Linked DNA regions of Zea mays: region 1 is linked to region 2. A link is a contact called in public Hi-C data. All regions are on one chromosome and are shown on one strand. Each heading gives the region's core, a stretch centred on a gene start, on an enhancer-like site or on the middle of the called end of the contact. The rest is flanking DNA. Distances are from core to core; before and after follow the strand shown.

Region 1 (4,039 bases), core at 9-2,508, 150 kb after region 2:
CCCTGCGTCCTCCCCACGACCTCCCCTGAAATTCTGTATTGGTTGTTGCCGGAGAATTTACAAGATTGAGATCGATAATATGTAGTATTTGTTTTTATGTAATCGTTATGTATTAATATTTTGTCGAATATTTTGTTTGTCGTTATAACGTACGAGCACTTGACTAGTCTTCAATTATGTTCCTTCAACCACGATTCTATGGTCACCGCCAACTAAGCACTTAAACCCCTGCATCATTCGTGTGATGTGAATTGTTTGTTGCAAAAAACCCATGCTTTCCTTCTTCCCTGGACAATTGCACGAGATGTTCCTAGAACCTTCTCCAAATTTTGAGGGAGGACCTGGTTGCCGCAACGCAAGCGCACTCGGTCGCCGGTCATGGCCCCTCACATCCAGGCGTCAGGATTCAAGACGTGCATATGTGCACATCCATGTCCATATGCATAAGATACGTTGCCCTAGCACCTGTCCTCGCTACCCCGCTCCTTCCCCCTCTCTAGCTCACTCCTGATATTATCACTTAACCTTCATATTATTATTATAAAACTATTTTTATCTAATAGTCTAGTCTACAATATCGTACCACCTAAAAATTTGTCCTGCGTCCATCACTGTGCTTGTTGTTTGGACCACCAATTCATCCTAAAACCTGTAGGTTTCAAAATGGTTGTATATTTCTCTTGATCAAGCAGTTTTGGACATAGACGTGTCCATCTTGAAGTGCGGCTTTGCCATAATCAAATCGAAACAGCAGAAAGGCCTGAAAGGGAATAACAAAAAAAGATGAATGGTCTGGTCTTTACCTAACCCAGTGAGACTTGTATGTCTTCTTAGGGGGTGTTTGGTTTCTAGTGACTAATATTTAGTCTCTACATTTTATTCCATTTAAGTTACAAAATTGTTAAATATAGAAACCAAAACTCTATTTTAGTTTCTATATTTGACAATTTATACACTAAAATGGAATAAAATGATGAGACTAAATATAGAAACCAAAGAGCGATGACGACGCAATGAACAAAGCCCACGATAAGGCCCAGGCCAGCCCAAGCTTCTGCCTCGCGAAAACCCTAACAATTCCAGCCCCTATATAACCACACCCACGCCGCCTCCGCCCGAACCCTAGAATCCACCCTGCCGCCTCACCGCCTCTCTCAATCTGGTATGTGCCGTCCGTCGCCTCAGTCTCTTCCCGCCGCCGCTTCGGAGACTAACTTCTCTCCCTTTGTTGTTCTCTCTTCGCAGATACCGCAGATCCGTCGTCCGGTGAGTGGAAGCCGCACGAACCCATGGCCTCCGGCGAGCTTGCCTGCACCTACGCCGCTCTCATCCTCAGCGACGATGGCATCGCCATCACCGTGCGTCCTTCTCCCTCGCCGCCGGCTCTTTTAAATCTCCCCGCTTATTCTTTTTGAGCGGGTGAGGAGATGCGTGATTGTTCCTCTTCTTGGCAGGCCGAGAAGATCGCCACGATCGTGAAGGCGGCCAACATCAAGGTCGAGTCCTACTGGCCGGCCCTCTTCGCCAAGCTCCTGGAGAAGCGCAACGTCGAGGACCTCATCCTCTCCGTTGGATCTGGTATGCATCCCCCCTTTGCCCCTCAAGATATTATGCCCGGGGTTTGCAATGTGTGGGTAGTTCGTGGTGGCGACGTTGTAGATTTAGCTTATTTCGTTATGTTGCTTGTCTTTTATTGATCTTAAACTTGTTCGAGACGTATTGAAACAGTTTTTATCACCCAACCATGTGACATTGTCAGTTCTAGAAATTCAACTTGAATGATTATAAGTCGTCATATTCACTGTAATTGAACCTTTGATTCGACAGTAGGCTCAATTGGACGATAGTGTGTATTTATATACTTACAATAAACTGAGAAGCAAGTATCTGTCTCTTTACCTGAATTGGACCTTAGGGTTTCAATGTTTAATTTGACACTGTACATGGCGCATATGTTTGAATCTTCATTGCATTACTGAAATGCAAGACAATGCCCTGGGTATTTTCAGAATGCAGGAGTATGGGACCTTTAATTTGTGCCAACCTTAGCTGCACTGAAGATTGTAACAGTGCATGTTTATACTTGAATTGGATGGTGGATTGTGTTGAATTTGTCACCCTTTGCTTTGATATAAGAACCTCTAGTTATATGCTAGAAGGACTAATCGTTTTGGTGTGTTGAAATGGTTTTGTAGGTGGCGGAGCTGCTCCAGTTGCTGCTGCCGCACCTGCTGGTGGTGCTGCGGCTGCTGCTGCCCCGGCTGTCGAGGAGAAGAAGGAAGAGGCCAAGGAGGAGTCTGATGACGACATGGGCTTCAGCCTGTTCGACTGAGGAGACCCCCTCACCCAGCCATTAGCAAATTTCACTTGTGCTGTCAAAGACTATCTTGTCTTATGTTATGTCTCTAGGCTTTTGTTACAACTACCCAAGTTTTGAGTTTTTGAGATGTGGCTATGGCATGAACTCAAACCATCTTATGAGGGTGAAACCTGTTTCTAATTTCTATATTGTTGCTGTTCATTAAAAAAAGAAAAAAGGCTACCAAAAGGTGAGCCCCAGGTACCACGGTTGGCTATGACATGAGAATATATGATGTGCTTAAGGCCACCAAACCAACAGACCCTATATGCGGCTACACAACCATCATCTATGACCTAATCACCTAACCACTAACACCACAACTCATTTTTAAGGTTGAACTCGCGTGTGCCAGAGGCTGTTGAAGGGCACCGGCACCTCCCCTATACCAAATGGCACCTTCATAAACAGCTTCTTGAATAACAGCAGGAACAAATGGCCTTCTCTCCTCAAAGACAACATTTCGGTGCTTCCAAATTTTCCAAGTAACCAAAATAATTATGGAATTGAGACCTTTTTGATGCTCCTTAGGAACTGCCCTAACAGTGCTTCTCCACCAACTTAGGCCCTGTTCGTTTTGTGCTCATCCACAGGGATTGAGGGGGATTAAATCCCCTACAAGTCAAAATCCTCTCCAATCCCTTCCAATCCCCCTCAATCCCTATGGTTTTGGGATCAAACGAACATGGCCTTAGGAATATGTCATTGTGCCACCGCATATTAATGAATAAATGAGTCCATACTTCTCTAGCAAAAACACATGTGACTAGGCAGTGTTGAATGGTTTCTTTAGTCTGATCACAAAGAGGACAAGATGCATGATAAATTTACAGGTGTAAAGAAGGCCTCATACCCAAATTTGCTAGAGCATGATCCATATCTATTTAGACACCAAATATGTTGGCGTGTGATCTTGCAGTTCCAGATTGTCAACAAGATTCCAAAGCTGTAGATACTCCATTAATACTTGTACAATCAACACCCCTCTAATATCAGAAACCCATCTCCGGTCTCGTAGCTCTTGCGTTACCATCCTTTGCCTCTTATCCCTTTTGGGAATTAAGAGAAAAAGATTAGGGGTCCATTCGCCGATAGTCTTGAGATGCAACAGGCTGCAGGAGCTACTCCTGATATGCAAAGGCCATCACGGTATTGGAACCTCCATCACCAAGATGAACAGATAACGGATCCCTTGGCGCAGACCACGGTGATGGAAAATACACTCTTCAGGCTCACTATTAATCATGACTCTCGCAGAGGTGGACAACAGTTAGCTAGCTGACTAAGTTGCACCATTTCCGGCCAAAACCAAGATGTTGTGATGAGAGGCAAAACCAACAGATAGTCTAAACAAAAATCAAACTTTTGGATCAGAGAAATAAATCTATATAACTTTGTAATTTGATGAATTAAATGCATCATAACTTTTTAGTTAATTTATAATTATAAGATATTTTAGTTAATTTCTGCTAATGTACCCGGTGAAAAATATATATGATGTACTTGATAGTCGCCTAGAGGGGGGGTGAATAGGGCGAAACTGAAATTTACAAATATAAACACAACTACAAGCCGGGTTAGCGTTAGAAATATAAACGAGTCCGCGAGAGAGGGCGCAAAACAAATCCCAAGCGAGTAATCAAGTGAGACACGGAGATTTGTTTTACCGAGGTTCGGTTC
Region 2 (3,769 bases), core at 165-2,664:
ACAAAACATCATCCGCTCTCGTGATCTCATCCTGTTGCCCAGGAGCACGCACGGACAGAACCCGGAATTAATCGTCACGGCTAGTGCGACGAGAAAGAAAATAACAAATTGGCATCAGAGATCGGTCAATCGATCGGTATCGGTAGGTAGGCTGCTAGCGGGAGAGGGAAAATTCCCAACTGGCTCGACTAGACTAGACACGACACGACACGGGGGGGGAGGAGGAAATGGATCGGGGACCTGGTGATCGATGTCGGAGACGTAGACGGTGCGGCGGATGATCTCGTCGCGCTGCGCCATGCTGGTGCGGCTGTTGGTCCGCCTCCTGGCGGGGTGACCGTGGCCGCTGAACCCTCCTCCGGCTCCGCCCTTCTTCTGCAGCGGAGCGGATCATCAGCTGGGAGACATCGGAAACGGAACCGACGCGAGCAGGACCGCAGGGGGGAGGGGGGCAGGCCAAAATCTGAAGGAGCGTCCGTACCCTGCCTCGTGCGGCGTGGGCGTCCGCGACGGCCGGGAAGCCGACGACGCCGCCGTGGCCCGGCGAGGCGACCGCGAAGCCGGCGCCGGCCGGGTAGAAGCCGTAGGCGGCGGGGGAGAGCGGCGCGGGCGTGAGGGCGGCGGGGGAGGCGAGGGACGGCGGGACGAACTCCTCGGCCATGGGGTTGAGCTTGGAGAGCAGGTCCTCCAGATCCCGCATCTCGCGCTCCCCGGCGTCGGCGCCAGCGCCCGCGCCCGCGCCCGGTGCCTCCTCCTGGAGCGGCGGCGCGGCGTGGTCGGCGGCGGCGGCCTCGACGACGGCCATCGGAGTCGGCCGGCCCGGGAGGAGGAGGAGAGTGGAGCGGGGCGGAGGTGAGGGGTCGGAGGGTTCTGGAAGGCCTTCTGTGGCGGGGTCGGACGCGACGAGGCGGGCGAATATATTGAGGCAGGAAGCAGCGGAGGTGGATCGGCGCAGGGGTGGCCGCAGCAGACCAGCCGGGAGTGGGGAAGGGGATGCTGCAGACTGCAGGGGTGGGTGGTGGGTCGTCGCGGGGATGGATGATGATGGTACCTACGCCGCTACGCGCGCATCGGCGGGTTGGTGGCGCGCCTGCGACAGCAGCAGCGGCAGAGCAGTCAGCAGAGCGGGGGGGCAGAGCCGACCGGAGCAGAGCTGCAGCAGGGGCCAGCCGGCAAGGGGAGGGGGGAGATGCGCGCCTGCGCTGCGCTGCGCTGCGCCTCTCTCTCCTCTTCTTCGGTCTCTCTCCCAGACAGGAAGAGCAGGCTCGCCCACCCTCCCGTTTGCCTTTTTTGGGCGCTGCCCCCTCCGGTACGGTGGCGATGCACTGGTGCCTGCTGCTTTTTTTTTCTTTCTCTCTCTCTCTCTCTCTCTCTCTCCCAGTCCCGTGGTGCGCCTGTTCCCTTCTGCTGCTTCGCCGGCCGCCCCCGGCGCCCTGCTGGCTCTTTAGCCAAAAGCCCCTCTCCTCCATGTCGCACAACGCCTTCCGAAAAAAAAAAAAAGTGGTGCGGTGTGGTGTATCAGAAAACGCAGCGCAGCGGGGCGTCCGTTGCGAAAACGAGATACCACAAGGGTCTTTGCACGAAATAAAAAGACGACGAGGAAGGTTGTTGCGTTCTGCTTCGGCCAAGTCTAGTAGTCTGACGGGCTCCATTCCTTTCTATCCATCGGCACAGTTTGTTGGCTGGTTGGCCTGGCCTGGCCCGCACGCCTTCATCCCGGCGGCCCAAAAGCCAGATGACGCTCTCCCGCGTCGTGTTCCCCGGACCCAAAGGATCGCCGAGGCAGTGGCAGGTTTCTGCTTTCGGTTGCTGCGCTGAACCCTGCCTACGAATACAGAAGAGCAAGTAGTAGTGCTGAAATAGCAGAAAGAACGGCTTTATCTTCGTACATCTATATGCCTGGCAGCTAAATGTAAACGTAATGGCCTTCCTCTGAGGATCAATCATGGAATATATTGTCAATCCAACAAAGGTTATAGGCTTATAGCTTGGTAGGTCCCATCGGTGGTTCAAATCCAAGATCGCATACAGAAGTCACGAAGGAGGTGTTTGGTTCTCCTCGCTCAAGTTTAGCTTATGTCACATTCCATGTTTACTGTCATTCTGTGTATTGGAAGATGATGGTTGTCTCACATAGTCTCTGAAAGAGGTCAACCAAACTTTGGTATGAGCTCAGGACGGACACAAGCGATGGGTTATGGCCACACCTCAGCTTTATAACCTCTTATACCTAAATTAAAATAAACAGGAACTAAATCTAACGAAAAGCATGTTTTGATCTAACTTTTTCTCCACACTCCACTGCTCAGTTCACTCCCACTTGACTCGTTTGATTCCATCCACTAGCACTAGCTCACTCGCGGCTTACTCACTCCTTCAATCATCGAGTGGTCGTTTAGTGAGTGACCTAACCCGCCCACTGCAAGCACCACCTTGTCTCCTTGTCAACTCGTCGTCTTATCAGGGTCCCACACGTAGCACTACTACTTTGCTTCCTAGTATGTGCCTGCGGGCAGTTATGCTGTCGATGGAATCCTTCCTTAGCAATGTCAATGTGGCATTGAGAGCACCTAGAGGAGGGTGAATAGGTGATCCTGTAAAAATCAAAAACTAATAGCTACAAAACTTGATTATGAAAGTTAGAACGGTTAAGTAGCTTGAAGTTAGTTCTTGTGAACACAGATAATCAAATAGAAAGCACACAAGAGACACGTGATTTTTATCCCGTGGTTCGGCCAAGTAGTACTTGCCTACTTTCACGTTGTGGCGTTCCAATGGATGAGAGTTGCACTCAACCCCTTTCAAGTGATTCAATGATCAACTTGAATACCACCGCTTTTCTTTTTTATCTCTTTTTCCCGTTTGCGAGGAATCTCCACAAGTTGGAGTCTCTCGCCCTTACAACAAAGATCTCAATGAAAGCACAAGAGTAAGGTTGGGAGCAACACACATAAAGCCGCAGCACACACACGCACACAAGCTAAGACTTGAGCTCAAAATGAAGCACAAAGAGTTCACAACTAGAACGGAGCTCAAATCACTAACATAATCGATCAAGTGCGCAGAGATGGAGTGTGGGAGACTTAGAATGCTTAGTGAATGCTTGGGTGTCTCCTCCATGCGCCTAAGGGTCCCTTTTATAGCCCTAAGGCAGCTAGGAGCCGTTGGAGGCCAACAAGGAAGGCCAAAGTTGCCTTCTGTCGGGTGGTGCACCGGACAGCCCGGTGCACCACCGGACAGTCACTGTAGACAGTCCGGTGCGGATCTCCTTCCTATTTTGGCGCAGATGACCGTTGCAGCGCCATGTCAGTTGGTGCACCGGACAGTCCGGTGCACCCTGCCGACCGTTGGCGCGGGCCACGCGTCGCCCGCGGATTGCGCGGCCGACCGTTGCACTGGCGGCCGTTGGCTCACCGGACAGTCCGGTGCACCACCGGACAGTCCGGTGAATTATAGTCGTACGCCGCCAAATTCTCCCAAGAGCGGCCTGTTCACTGGAGTCCAGCCTGGCGCACCGGACACTGTCCGGTGCACCACCGGACAGTCCGGTGTGCCAGACCGAGCTGGACTTTGGTTGTACTCAGCCAAGTCTTTTGTATTTCTTCTCTTCTTTTCTCTGTTTCTAGCACTTAGACAATATATGTTAGTACTCAAAACAATGTATGAAGTCTAGAAACATACCTTGTTACATGATTTGCACTTCTTGCTTGTTTGGCACATAATCAACTCACTTAATATGTGTTGGACACTTAATCACCAAAACATTATA

What was found. Hi-C and Micro-C count contacts between places; a contact is called where the count stands out from the background.
Region 1: a Hi-C map of ear shows a contact between it and region 2, with 5 times the contacts expected there. The contact joins the promoter of LOC542719 here to the promoter of LOC100283708 in region 2. A contact is called at or near these places in 8 of 25 Hi-C or Micro-C datasets (bundle sheath, ear, endosperm and 3 more) and 1 of 3 datasets of contacts at active chromatin or transcription factors (leaf).

Annotation. Positions count from the first base shown.
Region 1 is chr6:9,879,922-9,883,960 of Zm-B73-REFERENCE-NAM-5.0, forward strand. LOC542719 (acidic ribosomal protein P1a) reads left to right here and starts at 1,259. Exons shown (of 3, transcript NM_001112231.1): 1 at 1,259-1,358; 2 at 1,455-1,578; 3 at 2,196-2,544. The coding sequence starts at 1,290. The coding sequence ends at 2,332.
Region 2 is chr6:9,730,366-9,734,134 of Zm-B73-REFERENCE-NAM-5.0, forward strand. LOC100283708 (CID11) reads right to left here and starts at 1,415. Exons shown (of 10, transcript NM_001156607.2): 1 at 482-1,415; 2 at 241-375. The coding sequence starts at 805.